Regions from separate parts of the Mus musculus genome. Here regions 2 and 3 are each linked to region 1. A link is a contact called in public Hi-C and HiChIP or PLAC-seq data. All regions are on one chromosome and are shown on one strand. The core of a region is the stretch at or near the end of the contact, and the rest is flanking DNA. Distances in the headings are between cores, read along the strand shown.

Evidence for each region. Hi-C and Micro-C count contacts between places; a contact is called where the count stands out from the background. HiChIP or PLAC-seq counts read pairs in DNA pulled down with a chosen protein or histone mark.
Region 2: a contact with region 1 is called in a Hi-C map of bone marrow-derived macrophages, with 45 read pairs. The contact joins two enhancer-like sites. A contact is called at or near these places in 10 of 39 promoter capture datasets (the C10 cell line, cranial neural crest, embryonic stem cells and 5 more), 6 of 15 datasets of contacts at CTCF or cohesin (the NIH/3T3 cell line, embryonic stem cells, pro-B cells and 1 more), 224 of 484 Hi-C or Micro-C datasets (the 63-12 cell line, the AML12 cell line, the AtT-20 cell line and 117 more), 28 of 115 datasets of contacts at active chromatin or transcription factors (acute myeloid leukemia, astrocytes, a beta-TC-6 cell line and 14 more) and 4 of 9 other capture datasets (adipose tissue, embryonic stem cells, liver and 1 more).
Region 3: an H3K4me3 HiChIP or PLAC-seq map of bone marrow-derived macrophages shows a contact between it and region 1, with 3 times the contacts expected there. The contact joins two enhancer-like sites. A contact is called at or near these places in 1 of 15 datasets of contacts at CTCF or cohesin (the NIH/3T3 cell line), 3 of 115 datasets of contacts at active chromatin or transcription factors (bone marrow-derived macrophages, embryonic stem cells and microglia) and 4 of 9 other capture datasets (adipose tissue, embryonic stem cells, liver and 1 more).

What each region holds. Positions count from the first base shown.
Region 1 is chr19:43,963,265-43,967,711 of GRCm38.p6, forward strand. Cpn1 (carboxypeptidase N, polypeptide 1) reads right to left here. Exons shown (of 9, transcript NM_030703.2): 6 at 2,911-3,050; 7 at 467-566. Among named protein-coding and RNA genes, the nearest start is that of Cpn1, 21 kb to the right of the region's middle. Within about 2 kb of position 2,372, at least 60 of the 459 cell types and tissues checked have an H3K27ac peak or open chromatin away from gene starts, as enhancers often do. A contact at or near this core is called in the CH12 cell line and bone marrow-derived macrophages, where this site is marked.
Region 2 is chr19:43,829,865-43,834,249 of GRCm38.p6, forward strand. It overlaps Abcc2 (ATP-binding cassette, sub-family C (CFTR/MRP), member 2), which reads left to right. Exons shown (of 32, transcript NM_013806.2): 27 at 1-49; 28 at 547-690; 29 at 2,181-2,339; 30 at 4,001-4,167. Among named protein-coding and RNA genes, the nearest start is that of Gm10768, 6.7 kb to the right of the region's middle. Within about 2 kb of position 2,732, at least 6 of the 459 cell types and tissues checked have an H3K27ac peak or open chromatin away from gene starts, as enhancers often do. A contact at or near this core is called in the CH12 cell line and bone marrow-derived macrophages, where this site is marked.
Region 3 is chr19:43,800,228-43,805,244 of GRCm38.p6, forward strand. Abcc2 (ATP-binding cassette, sub-family C (CFTR/MRP), member 2) reads left to right here. Exons shown (of 32, transcript NM_013806.2): 7 at 310-541; 8 at 3,416-3,579; 9 at 4,709-4,886. Among named protein-coding and RNA genes, the nearest start is that of Abcc2, 20 kb to the left of the region's middle. Within about 2 kb of position 1,389, at least 21 of the 459 cell types and tissues checked have an H3K27ac peak or open chromatin away from gene starts, as enhancers often do. A contact at or near this core is called in bone marrow-derived macrophages, where this site is marked.

The DNA of each region.
Region 1 (4,447 bases), core at 1,122-3,621:
AGCAGAGGAAACCCAGCCAGTGCCCTTCTGGCATGTTCTAGGTAGCTCCAAGATTACCTACCCTCCACTGCTTGCCTTGCCTCAGATCCAGCCTATAGGAGGAATCTATTAGCTTTGCCTGAATGGACCCGTGAGAAATGCCTGAGCGGAGGGGAGAATAAACACGAGAGTCATAGTCCTTCTTGGCTGTTCCACTCCATTGTTATGAATGGTGTCTAGCCCAGAAGTCCTCCCAACCAGGCTGCCTCCACAGCCATCAGGGGCTCTGACCAGGGGCTCCATTCGCTTCAAGGCTACTCGCTCCCTGCTCTCAGAGCCTGCTCCCTCTAGCAGGTGAAGAATCTCCTTATCCGAATCTTAGCTGCTTGATGCAGCGCGTCTTTTCTGCTCCCATACCCGGCACGCACCCTCCTCTCAGTGTCCTCGATGGCTGGTCTTTCTGGCTTACCAACTGGTCCCCTCCTACCTGAAGTGACGTCGTGGTTGATGCCGGTGACGGAAATGACAGCCCCCGTGAGGTTGTTAGAGTTCTCATCCAACACCATTCCCTTGATGCCCTGGTGGACCTGCGGGAAACAGTGGCCACCGAGAGTCAGAATCACACAGTGGTTGGACAGTGGGAAAGGCTCTGGCCTTTCTCTTTTCTCATGGTTCCTCTCAGTCCATGTTCATTAACACCATGACAACACCCTGTAAACTAGCTCTTCACTGCTCCTCCAATCCCATAATCCCTCCTTAGTAGGCGGAGTGATCCTGTCACTCAGTCACAGTACACTGCCTTCTCAAAGCTCCTGTGTGGGTGGGCTTGTGAGGCCACAGTCCCCACTAGTAGCCCAGTCTCAAGTGTATGTGTGTTGAGTATTTTGCCTTCACGTGTGTCTTTGTACCCTGTGCCTACATGTTGCTGGAAGAGCCCAGCAGAGGGTCACAGAGCTCTCGGGACTAATGTCACCAATGTTTGTGAGCCACCATGAGGATGCTGGAAACAAACTTAGGTTTGCTGAGACAAGCCAGTACTCTCAATCAACCGCCAAGCCATCTCTCCAGCTCCTGCTGGTCTAACCTTGAATTTTGTTACAATTAAGGAAATTTAAGGGGGGGGGGTGCTGGTGAGATGGTTTAGTGGGTAAGAGCACTGACTGCTCTTCCAAAGATCCTGAGTTCAAATCCCAGCAACCACATGGTGGCTCACAACCATCTGTAATGAGATCTGATGCCCTCTTCTGGAATGTCTGAAGACAGCTACAGTGTACTTACATATAGTAATAAATAAAATCTTAAAAAGAAAAGAAAAGAAAGGAAAGGAAAGGAAAGGAAACGAAACGAAACGAAACGAAACGAAATGAAACGAAAAGAAACTTAGAAACTTTAGCGGTTAAGAGCACTGACTGCTCTGCCAGAGGTCCTGAATTCAATTCCCAGCAACAACATGGTGGCTCACAACCATCTGTAAGGGATCCGATGCCCTCTTCTGGTGTGTCTGAAGACAGAGACAGTATATTCACATTAAATAAATAAATAAATAAGTAAATAAATAAAATCTTTAAAGAAAGAGAGAGAGAGAGAGAGAAACCTTAGATTGTGATCTACTGAGATGGCTCAGTGGTTAAAGGCATTTGCTGCTAAGCCTGACTGAGTTTGAACTTGGTACCCAAAATGCTGGAAGAAGAGAACAGACTACCTTCCACAACTTGCTTTCTGATTTCCACACAAACATCATGGCATGAATACACAAGAGAGAGAGAGAGAGAGAGAGAGAGAGAGAGAAAATTTGAAGTAAATTGTGGTAAAATGTTCACTCTGTGAATTGTACAGCCCAGTTTATCACGCACATTTGTAATATGTGCCTAGCACAACAACTCACTTTTAGAACTCTCTTCATCTGACACTGAAACTGCTCTCCTTAAGATGAAAGTCTCCATCCCTCTCATTCTCTACCCCACCTCCTGCTCTTCCAGCCCCAGACACCATTCTGCATTCTGTCTGTGCGACTGTATAAACTCTATCTAAACAGAGGCACGGCTTACTGCCATACGACTGGCTTATTGCTTATTGCATAATCCAGATCCAGTCGTGCTAAGGTGTGTGTCAGCGCTTACCTGGTTTTGAAGGCCCTTTCTCTCTCTCTCTCTCTGCCTGTCTTCACTTCTTTGAGATTTAACCATGCTGAATAATATAACAATTTTATTCTAATTGTGGTTGCTTTTGTGGGTCTGGAAACACAATTTTGGGTCCCTCGTGTGCTAAGCAAGAGCTTTACCACTGAGCTAAACTTCAGCCCCATTTTTAATTTTCCGGAAGCTCTGTCACACTGCTTGGCTTAGAAGCAACATCACTTTCTGCTCACAGTGCCTAAAAGAGTCCAGTTTCTCCCCCTCCTCCAAGCCTTGTCATGTGTTTCTCACAGCAGCCGTTGCGGTGCACTTGAGGCGGCAGCTGGCTGTGGTTGCTGCTGCCGGGCACCTTTCAGATGTGGACTTGGCTTGTTTTAGTTGGACCTATTCTGGAGGGCCCACCCCTGTTCTAGATAACCTGGCTTGTCTGAGCCCCTCCGATCCTCAGGCTCCTCAGACCCCATTTGAGAGTGGCTTTCTCCGGGAGACTTTCTTCACAGCACTTCTCTTTTTAATGAGGCACAGAATTTACTTCCGTATTTTGCTTACTGTCTGCCCCGGTTAGAACATCAGTTCCATAGAGACAGGGATATAGGCTTGTTTACCCAGAGTCCCCAGCTTACAGTAAAGTTTTGGACAGACAGCTATGCTCTAGGACATTGAAGGAAAACCAACCGCAGGAGTAGAGGGCTGGTTGAGTGGAGTCAGCTCTGGGGACAGCCTGAGCCTGTGGCAACCCCAGCTGCCATTGGAAGACCTCTCTTGCAACCAGAAGAGTCAAACGGAAGGATCTTACCTGTTCCAAGAACTGGATTAAGGCTTCCCGGTTACCCAGCCACTCCCTCTGCAGCTCCTCTTGCCGGGGAAACTTGTCGCAACTCAGCTCGAGCGTGATCTCAAAGCAGTTAGTGTGGAGATAATTGAAGTCTTGCATTCCTAGGGAAAGAGACAGCGGCAGATCTTTGTGTCGAGGGACCCACCATTGCCACCTTTCTCGTTAGTCACAGTTTCTCCACCACATCTTTATCAGCTTCTCTCCTACCTCTTGACATCTGCTAACTTACTCTCCACAGAGCTGTTCCTGAGTCTCAGGCTGAAGGTTAGCCTGGTCTACATAGCAAGTTCCAGGTCTGCCTAGGCTACATAGCGAGGCTCTGTCTTAAAATAAACACAGAGACCAGCAACCATAACTAAACAACTGGTTTCCTCCCAGGTACTAAAGCCCCTAGAAGGTGAGCCATGCAGCTTAACACAGATCACTGGGCCTTAACTCAGGGTTTAACTCAGGAGGCACAGGGCACAGGGCAAGGGCCCCAAGTTTCTGTGTTGGACAACTTCCCAGGTTACTGTGGTCAGAGACCTCATTGCTGAGACAACCACTAGAATTGACCTAATTAACTATTGTTAATCTTGGGATTGTGTTGATTTGGTTTAGGGTGGAGATTCTCTGAGGAGGCACGGGCCATGCTTTCTGAGAGGATAGGGAGGGTGGGGAGGGAGAGAGGGAGGGAGGGAGGGAGGGAGGGAGAGAGAGAGAGAGAGAGAGAGAGAGAGAGAGAGAGAGAGAGAGAGAGAATGATTTGAAAAAGTATAGTGGCACATGCCTTTAATCCAAGCACTCGGGAGGCAGAGGCAGGCGGATTTCTGAGTTTAAGGCCAGCCTGGTCTACAAAGTGAGTTTCAGGACAGCCAGGGCTATACAGAGAAACCCTGTCTCGGGGGAAAAAAAGAAAAAAGAAAAAAAAAGAAAAAGCAATTATCTGGGGCTGGAGAGACAGCTCAGCGGTTAAGAGCACTGACTGCTCTGCCAGAGGTCCTGAGTTCAAATCCCAGCAACCACATGGTGGCTCACAACCATCTGTAATGGGATCCCATGCCTTCTTCTAGTGTGTGTCTGAGGACAGCTGCAGTGTACTCATATAAATAAAAAATAAAGACATCTTGAAAGAAAGAAAGAAAGAAAGAAAGAAAGAAAGAAAGAAAGAAAGAAAAGAAAAGGAAAGGAAAGGAAAGGAAAGGAAAGGAAAGGAAAAGAAAAGAAAAGAAAAGAAAAGAAAAGAAAAGAAAAGAAAAGAAAAGGAAAGAAAAGAAAAGAAAAGAGAAGAGAAGAAAAGAGAAGAAAAGAAAAGAAAAGAAAAAGCGTCTCTGATGCTTCCAATCTGGGGGGTGAGGAGGTTGGCTTCCTAGCACAAAGTTAAAGAAAGAAGAATCTACCAGAATCTTCTTGTGTATTCAAGTAGGTTTGGTGCACAAGCCTAACTTCTTAGTACAAATGACTCCCCGGCTTCTCTCCTCTCCACTCTCCCCAGGACCAAACATCAACTCAGCCCTCA
Region 2 (4,385 bases), core at 1,482-3,981, 130 kb before region 1:
CATCGTGGCTGTTGAGCGAATAAATGAATACATAAATGTGGATAATGAGGTGAGAGTTATCGAAACTCGGGCGGAGGTCCCCAACACGCTCTCAAGAGGGCATCTTTACCTTTTTTTTGGTTTTTCGAGACAGGGTTTCTCTGTATAGCCCTGGCTGTCCTGGAACTCACTTTGTAGACCAGGCTGGCTTAGAACTCAGAAATCTGCCTGCCTCTGCCTCCCGAGTGCTGGGATTAAAGGCGAGGGCCACCACCGCCCAGCTGCATCTTTAGCTTTAAAGAACAACTTTCAAGTCTCACATGCTCTAACCCAAAGGACTTAATTTCTTCAAATGTAAGAGGAGGAAACAGTTTTCCTAAATGGTGGTGCCGTTCTAGAAACCCATAGAGCAACCTTGTAGGGTATCTTATTGAATAAAGTCAGAAAAGCCCAGTCCACTCAGGTAGAGGTCCCCGCTACCCTTCTGTCAAATGCTATGAGTCCCACGGCAGCTGTTGGCTGGACTGCTTACCACGTCCAGCGTTTCTCATCCTTTCCCCTTGCCAGGCGCCGTGGGTGACCGACAAGAAGCCTCCGGCAGATTGGCCCAAAAAAGGTGAGATCCAGTTCAACAACTATCAAGTGCGGTATCGGCCGGAGCTGGATCTGGTCCTGAAAGGGATTACTTGTAACATCAAGAGCACCGAGAAGGTGGGTGAGAAAGACGGCTCTGCTTGGGAGGACTCAGGGAATAGCCGGGCACAGAAGGAGGGTCCCAGGCCTTCGCCGTTTGGGTGCAGGGAGAGAATGGGGATTCTTCCTGTACTCTGGGAACGCAGAAGGGACCCACCCGGAGGGCTGGATCCTGCCTCCCTGCCAGCCCACTGGGGCTCATTTCCTGTGCGGGCTTAAGGTGTGAAGTCTCAGACCTGGACGCAGAACTGCTGAGCCTAAGCAGGAGAGAGTCTAGTGTTCTGGTCTTTGAAGTTGAGTACACTCTTACAGGTCTAATGGAGCAAAGCTATCCATCAATTAATCAACCTGGGCAAGGGGGCTGAGGACCAGGGGTGACCCAAGGCTCATCTGGTGACAAGTCTTTCCTTCCCGCTACTAAAAGTCAAAACAAACAACCCAGTTCTCCCTTTGGCAGCTCAGATACTCAAATCAGAGCATCATGGGCAGATTAGCATGGCCCCCGAGCAAGGAAGGGGACACACAGATCCATGAAGTGCTCCGCAGTTTAGAGCTGGAGAGTTAGCCATCCCCAAGGAAGCACACGGCAGATGTCCGTCCCTGAAAACGTACATACACGCGGCGTTACACAGACCACGCAGCTCACGCTTAGGGATGTACGTCTGTGTATTCATGTGAATATGTGCATTACATATATGCGTGTAGCAACAGTTAATGAGAAAAGAGACAATGGATTTGAGAGATAATAAAGAAGGGTGTGTGTGGGAGGCTTGGAGGGGAGAAAGGACGGGGAGAAATGTAATTATACTCTCAGAAGACAAGAGAGGTAATACAAAATAAATTATTACATTTTTATTTATTTTGTGGGTGTGCACATGCATGTGTGAAGGACACAGAACAACTTGTTCCACCGTGTGGGTTCCAAGGGTTGAACTCGGGTCATTTGGCTTAGCAGCGAATGCCATCACCTACGGAGCCATCCCAAAGTTCCTTTCTGTCTACTTAAAAAAAAAAAAAGATATTTATTTTATGTGTGTGAGTACCCTGTCACTGTCTTCAGACACACCAGAATGGGACATCAGATCCTATTACAGATGGTTGTGAACCACCATGTGGTTGCTGGGAATTGAACTCAGGACCTTTGGAAGAGCAATCAGTGCTCTTAACCACTGAGCCATCTCTCCAGCCCTCTGTCTACTTTTTAAATGAAATCTTTTTTAAAAAGGGAATAAGCTATGACTGTCAAGATTGGCGGTGACAACAATGGAGAAGAGGGTTTGTCTATTTCCAGCGGTCACGGTCTTCAGCACACAACTCAGGCGGAGTATGGGAGAGCCATTTTTTTTCTTGACATCTGGGCATTTTTTCCCTCTCACCAAAACTAAAAGCCATTTGATATATTTGGTATGGGGTTCTTTTTATCACGTGCGATTGTGAATACATAGGCTAAATTTTTTTTCCTCCGAGAATTGCATGTTGAAGTCGATGTAAATGAACTATATTCACAGGTCGGTGTGGTGGGCAGGACCGGAGCTGGAAAATCATCCCTCACAAACTGCCTCTTCAGAATCTTAGAGTCTGCAGGTGGCCAGATCATCATTGATGGGATTGATATTGCCTCCATTGGACTGCACGACCTTCGAGGGAGACTGACCATCATTCCCCAGGTTAGTTAACGAGGATTTACTTGGGCACACGCAGTGGGGAAACACTGACATGCATTCAATTACAAAAACAACTCTGGCAGTTGTATTGCTTAGTTTTCTTGTCATTGTACCTGTCAAGAAACAACTTACAGGAGGAAGGGTTAATTCGGCTCACTGAGAAGGGGCACAGTTCTTGGTGGTAAGGCATAGCAGTAGGCATGTGGGACGGCTGGTCCTACTGTGTCTGCACTCTCCAAGTGTCAAATATAGACACTCTCTCCCAAAAGTTGACTATCAAGATTCATCTTCATACCACGATTCCAGACGAATTCCCCGAGATTCTGTTTCTCGACTAAAAAGTTCTGTATTTTGCATGTGACCGGTGGCTGCTAGAAGCTACCAGTAGGTGGCAGCAACGCGCCAGCACTCGGATAGAGCAGATGATTAGTTGGCGTTTCTGTTAGCCCATCAGGGTTTGCTGAGACCTTTGTAATTAGCAGTAGCAATTTTGCCGCCGAAGCTTGAAGTCATTAAGCTTTATACTCCTCATTTGATGCGGCTAAAAGATAGAGGAGGGAATTTGCTGCGGGTTTTTGCCAGCAAGCGGAACATTCATCGTATCAGCAAGAAAGACCTCCCTTTGGCTTGCTCTATGGACCCCACCGAGTTAAGAATTGCCACAGAGACCTCTCCACTCACAGGAGGCGGAGAACCATCGCTCCCTCTGCACTGTGGCCTGGTGCCTGTGGAGGGTTTAATGTTGCTTAGTACAATGTGACATTAGATGCCCTCTCTGTCACTCTCCCCTCTATTCCACTGAGACAAGGTCTCTCGAGGAACCTGTAGCTCGCCGTTTTGGGATTTGCTGCTGCTGCTGCTGCTGTTGCTGTTGTTTTAAGATGTTTTATTTTATGTGCTATGAGTGTTTTGCCTGTGTGTATCTAAGAGCATTTGGACCTGGCTCTCACAGAAGCCTGGCATTAAGATCATGTGTTAAGGAGTGTTGTAAGCTGCCGTGTGGGTGCTAGGAACTGAATCTGGATCCTCTGCAAGAATACTAAGTAGCAAGTGCTTTTAACCACAAGCCCCTCAGGAGGATTTTTGTCTTTGGCCTTTTAAAGGTTTTGTTTTGACTAGCTCAGTGGTGGGTATCTCCGGACAGCCTCTAGTCTCTGCTTCTCTCTCCCTCTCAGCGTGAGCACATAGGCTCCACTTTCTGCGGGATGCTGGGTACTCAAACTCGGGCTTGTGCGTGAGAATATCTTGTCAGGCCCCGGGTTTTCTTAGTTTAGTGCATTGTTCTCTGTGGCCTCTTCAAAACATAAGAGTTTCTCAGATGACTACACAATCTCTTTCTATGTCTCTTGGTCTCCCTTGTCCTAAGCCAGGAGGCTTTGTTTCAGGAAATGATGGTCTTTTCATCTGGATGTCTACAAGTGGGTCCCAGAACGGAACGAAGCAGGTGCAAACCAAGGACCACCGCACCCCCACCCCCCACCCCGTTTAGTGTTCCGGTTGCAGGTACTCGGGGCCTTCAGAGGCTTCCAAAAGCTCAATCGTGAGCCAGCTTCCTGCCTAGAGTTCATGCCAGACCACTCCTACCCACGTTCTCCTGGCCACAAAGAATGACTGAGCCCTTTGCTGACATAAGCCCTGATGGCTTCCCATTCTCCAACTTGCAGGACCCCATTTTGTTCTCTGGGAATCTGAGGATGAATCTCGACCCTTTCAACAAATACTCGGATGAGGAGATCTGGAGGGCCCTGGAATTGGCTCATCTCAAATCCTTTGTGGCTGGCCTGCAACTTGGGTTGCTCCATGAAGTGACAGAGGGCGGTGACAACCTGAGGTAAGCTACTTCTTCCACGGGCTGTGTGGGGGTGTGAGGGAGTTGTTTCTTATGTTCTGGTCTTAGATACCATCTGGCATTGTGGGATTTATAACTGTGTAGATCAAATTCCTAATGTGTAAAAATGCGATAAAAGCAGATGTTAAGCCGGGTGTGGTGGTGCACGCCTTTAATCCCAGCACTTGGGAGGCAGAGGCAGGAGGATTTCTGAGTTCGAG
Region 3 (5,017 bases), core at 139-2,638, 160 kb before region 1:
TGCCAGAGTGTAGGGAGGTGGTTGGTTCTTGAAGGAGACGGAGCAAGAGCAGGAGGATGGCGATGCCTTTGACTTTTGATTCAGTAGAGCCTCTCCCTGTCTCTTCTCCATGTTGTCTTCTAGCACATTCTGTTGTCTCTGTGTTCTCCCCCATGTTTCTGTCCAATAAAGGCCCAGGAGCTGTAGATAATGGAACAGTAGAGAAGTTCAAAACTTCATCCCTCTGTCTCGGATCTGGAGGCTAGCCTCTGATAGAAGCAGACTGACAAAGCACAGAGGGGCTCAGCCTGTGTTCCATTCTTGTTCCAGCACTGTTCTGAAAGGTTACAAGCATCCATTGACAATAGAAGATGTGTGGGATATTGAAGAAAATCTTAAAGCCAAGTCACTCACCAGCAAGTTTAAGACGATCATGACAAAGGACCTGCAGAAAGCCAGGCAGGCTCTTCAGAGGCGGCTGAAGAAGTCCCAGCAGAGCCCTGAGGGCACGTCACACGGATTGACCAAGAAGCAGAGTCAGAGCCAAGATGTCCTTGTCCTGGTAACTGTGACCCAAGTGTCTGTGTGAGTGCCCTGTATGGCTCAGGCAAGGAGCAGTGTCCGGTCTGACTTCTTTCAGATTTTCATACTCTTCTATGTGCTTTGCACTGCACTTTACATTAATGATATGCACAGTTCTAATAATGCCTGAGTGGTGGGTGCATGTGTGTATTATATACTGTTGTTTCTCCTTTTGAATACACTTGAAATTTTTCATGGTGTAAAAGAGTAGTAGCAGTAGCAGTAGCAGTAGCAGTAGTAGTAGTATTCGTAGTAGTAATAGCAGCATTAGTAGGGCTAGGGAGATGGCTCAGTGGGCAAAAGCACTTACCATATGAATCTGGCAACCTGAGTTTGAATACCTAGATAAAAGCTAGACACAGTAGTACACGTATCTGTAATTCTAGTGTACCTACAGGAAGTGGGAAATAGCGACAGGACAATATGCAGAAGCTCCTAGGCCAATGAGGCAGATTGCTGTAGCAGAGAAGAGACCTATCTCAGACAAGGTAAGAAGGCCAAAGCTAACACAGGATGCTTGGCCTGACATCCGTGTTCACACTTCGGCATGCCTGTAACCATCACTCCTACACACAAACACTCTCTCTTTCTCCGCACAGGCATGTGCGCACACATGTGTGTGCATGCACAGGCACACACACACACACTCATTTCTAGAAACAGCATTGTCTTGGAAGTTAGCATTAGTAGCTAATGCATTCATTCCCTTACTCTGACATATTCACTGAGCACAGATGTGTGTCTCTTTGGGCAATGGGTACAAAGAACAAGCCTGAGAGGGAGTTCATCTATAGAGAACTAGGAAAAGAGGAACAAGCGATGCACATGCCGAGGGTGATTAATACTAACGAGAAAGCAATGCAAGCACGGTACAGTGACTCCTCAGGGAGCTCAGGCAGGAGGATCATAAGTTTGAGTACAGCCTGGGCAATACAGTGAGACCCATCTCGAGAGAGGGAGAGGGAAACGGCTGGGATGGGCAGAGAAGAGAAGGGAGGGCAAGAGAGAGCCTGCTTCACAGGCTGATGGCCCTGGGTTTGATTGCTCATACCACAAACACAGAGAAAGAGGAAGGGGATGGCGTGGGCACCGGAAGAGGAAAGTGGGAAGTGGAGATGCACCATCCCAGAGGCCTGGAAGCTAGAAATCTGAAATCAGGTTATTGGCAGGATCGTTTCCCCCTGAAACATGGGGGAAAGAATGAGTTCTACCTTTCCTGCTTCTGTTGTATGCCAGAAACCCTAGGTATCCCCTTGGCTTGTAGGTGCATAATCCATTCTGTGCCTCAGTTGTCCCAAAGCTACCTCATCTCTATCCCATCTCTTCCAAGGGCACCAGTCATGTTGAACTACAGACTATCTTAAAGACCAGTTTGCTTACACTCACACTGATCCAAGTTCAAAAGGGGGCACACTCTTAAGATATTGTGAGTTGGGACTTTGTATTAGTCAGGGATGTCTAGAGTAACAGATCTTATAGGATAAATCCCTCTCTTTATATAAATATACAGAAAGAGAATTTATTAGAATGATTTACAGGCTGAGGTCCAGCTAGTCCCACAGTGACTGCCTATGTATGGAAGTTCCAAGAATCCAGTAACTGTTGGTCCATTAAGGAAGGAATGGTCTTACTATTGAGGGTGAGAAGAAGCAGGCAAAGAGAGAGAGACCTTACCTCTTCCATGTCATTTCTCCAGGTTTCCTCAGAAACTGTGGCCAAGATTAGAAGTAGGTCTTCCCACTCCAAAAGATTTGGATTCAAGGTGCCTTTTCACCTCAAAGAAACAGATTAGAGGTGGGAAGATCCACCTCTAATGATCCAATTAAGAAAAGATATCCCTCACAGGTGTACCCAGCCAGTTTGGGGTTTTAGTTAATCCCAGATGTAGTCAAGTTGGCAACCAAGAACAGCCACCACAAGCCAGGTATAGAGAGAGGCACATGCCTTTCATCTCAGCACTCCGGAATTCAAGGCCAGCCTGGTCTGCAAAGTGAGTTCCAGGGCAGATGCCAAAATAGCCACCACAGACTTCATCAGACCTTTTTTGAAGAATAAAATTCAAATTACAACATGCTCCAATAGCCACATAAAAGAGCAACTGAAAAGTCTCCTGAGCATCCTATCCTAGATACAGACCAGCAGATTCCTTCACTGTCAGAGAGCATGAGATGACGCCCTCCCCCCCCCCCCCCCGCCCAGAGTCTCTTTCTTTGCATGTAGTATTCGCTCCAACACCCCCATACTGGAATCTTACACAGGACCTCGTCCCGTATTACTTGTTGTGAGGTCATCACCAGAGAAGACTGCTCGGACATGGGTTTAAGCCAATGGAAGGCCTTAATTAGCCAGCCAGCAACTAGATGGGTGGTCTGGATAGATTGGGTCTTTCTTTCTGTTTGGCAGGCAGTACTGTCTCTGTGCTGGATTTTGTGGTACGTCCATCATGGAGTCAGTTGTGCTACTGTCTGGGGCCTTGTTATATAATGAGCTCACTATGTAGCTCAGGCTGGCCTCAAAGTCACAATCTGCCTTAGCCTCCTGAGTACTGAAATTCCACTTGTCTGTCCATGCACATCCTTATGATGTCTTCTCTCTAGTTTAGTTGTCTGCTTTCCCAGCCCAAAAGAGATTATAAATTGGAAGCAGGGGAGAGAAGCGGGGGGGGGGTGGGGGGTGGGGTGTGGGGTGTGTGTGCTGGGAGTGGGCAGGAGATGAAGAGACAATTACAGCTATACAGAGAGGGTAACCTGCTCGTAAGCCCTGCTGAAGCCTGGAGCCATTCTGAGCACACAGTCTTAATCAGTCCTGTAATGCACAAGTCTGTGGACATGGCTGTTTTTGGTTTTGTACCTAGGAAGACTCGAAAAAGAAGAAAAAGAAGTCTGAGGCCACCAAAGACTTTCCCAAATCCTGGTTGGTGAAGGCTCTCTTCAAAACGTTCTACGTGGTGATCCTGAAGTCATTTATTCTGAAATTAGCACATGATATTCTTTTGTTTCTGAATCCTCAGCTGCTGAAGTGAGTACGCAGGACTTGCTGCCCCCTCTTCCTTTGTATGTGTAGGCAAGAGCGTTCTTTGAGTTCCCAGTTTTGAAAACCGCCCGGATTTTCTTCCACTCACTTCCCGGCTTTGCACACAGGAAAGGCCCAGGGCAGTCTTCCTGATCTAAGATAGCGCTTTGGCCTCTTTTCTTTGCGCCTCTCTCCTTAGAGAAGGCCGTACACTCATTAGACCTCTTTGTTATTAAAATTAACTAGTATGACCAGAGCCACACCTGAGAGGTGGGTGGCAAGCCTCAGGAGAGAGTGACTAACTTCATCTCTTCCGAGCCAGCGCCTTTCTTAGTGTGTAGGGTGCTCACGACAAGGCTTTGCAATCTGCCGCTGTATGGAATGAACAGCCAGCTGGAGAGTCCTTTACCTCATAGAGGTATGGGCTTGCATTGTCTGAAAATGAATTGACTCATGCCACTCCCTATGACAGAGCTGAAACATCACAGTGGTGTGTGTGTGTGTGTGTGTGTGTGTGTGTGTGAGTGAAAATTTCTCTAAAGATACTTTTTGTTTTGCAGTCTCTATGTAACCTAGGCTAGCTGACATTAAACTCTGGCTCTCCTCCCTTAGCCCCTGAACACTGAAATTACATGTCTTAGGGTTTCCATTACTTTGATGAAATATCATGATCAGAAGCAATTTGGGGAGGAATGGGTTTATTTGGCTTACATTTCCACATTGTAGTCCATCTTTGGAAGAAGTCAAAGCAGGGACTCAAACAGGGCAGGGCCTTGGGGCAGACGCTGATGCAGAGAGGCCATGGGTGGCTGCTGCTTATTGGCTTCATCTTCATGGCTCCTTCAGCCTGCTTTCCTACAGGACCACCAGTGGAGGGATGGCTCCCATCACAATTAGCTGGGCCTTCACCCATAAGTCACTAATTAAGAAAAATTCCATATAGCCTTGCCTACAGCCTGATCTTATGTAGGCAGTTTCTTAATTGAGCTTTCCTCTTCGGGGCTGACTTTAGCTTGTGCCTGGGGCAATTCTGGTTGTTTTGTCACCAATAGAGCAAGAGTGAGGCTGTGCAGAGGAGGAGGAGGGGCCCTTGGGGACCTACTGAGCATCACTTAATCTGCTTTTGTTCCTGCAGATTTCTCATTGGCTTCGTGAAAGACCCTGACTCATATCCGTGGGTTGGATATATCTATGCAATCCTAATGTTCTCTGTGACTCTCATCCAGTCTTTCTTCCTTCAGTGTTATTTTCAATTTTGTTTTGTGTTGGGAATGACTGTACGGACAACCATCATAGCTTCCGTATATAAGAAGGTAAGTGGTCATGCCAAGTATAGCCAAAACAAAAATAAAAAAATAAAGCGCTTCGTAAGCATAAACAGTTATTCCAAGACTAAGGGAAATTTGATAGAAATGAACTTTAATGTCAACACTTAATTTTGATT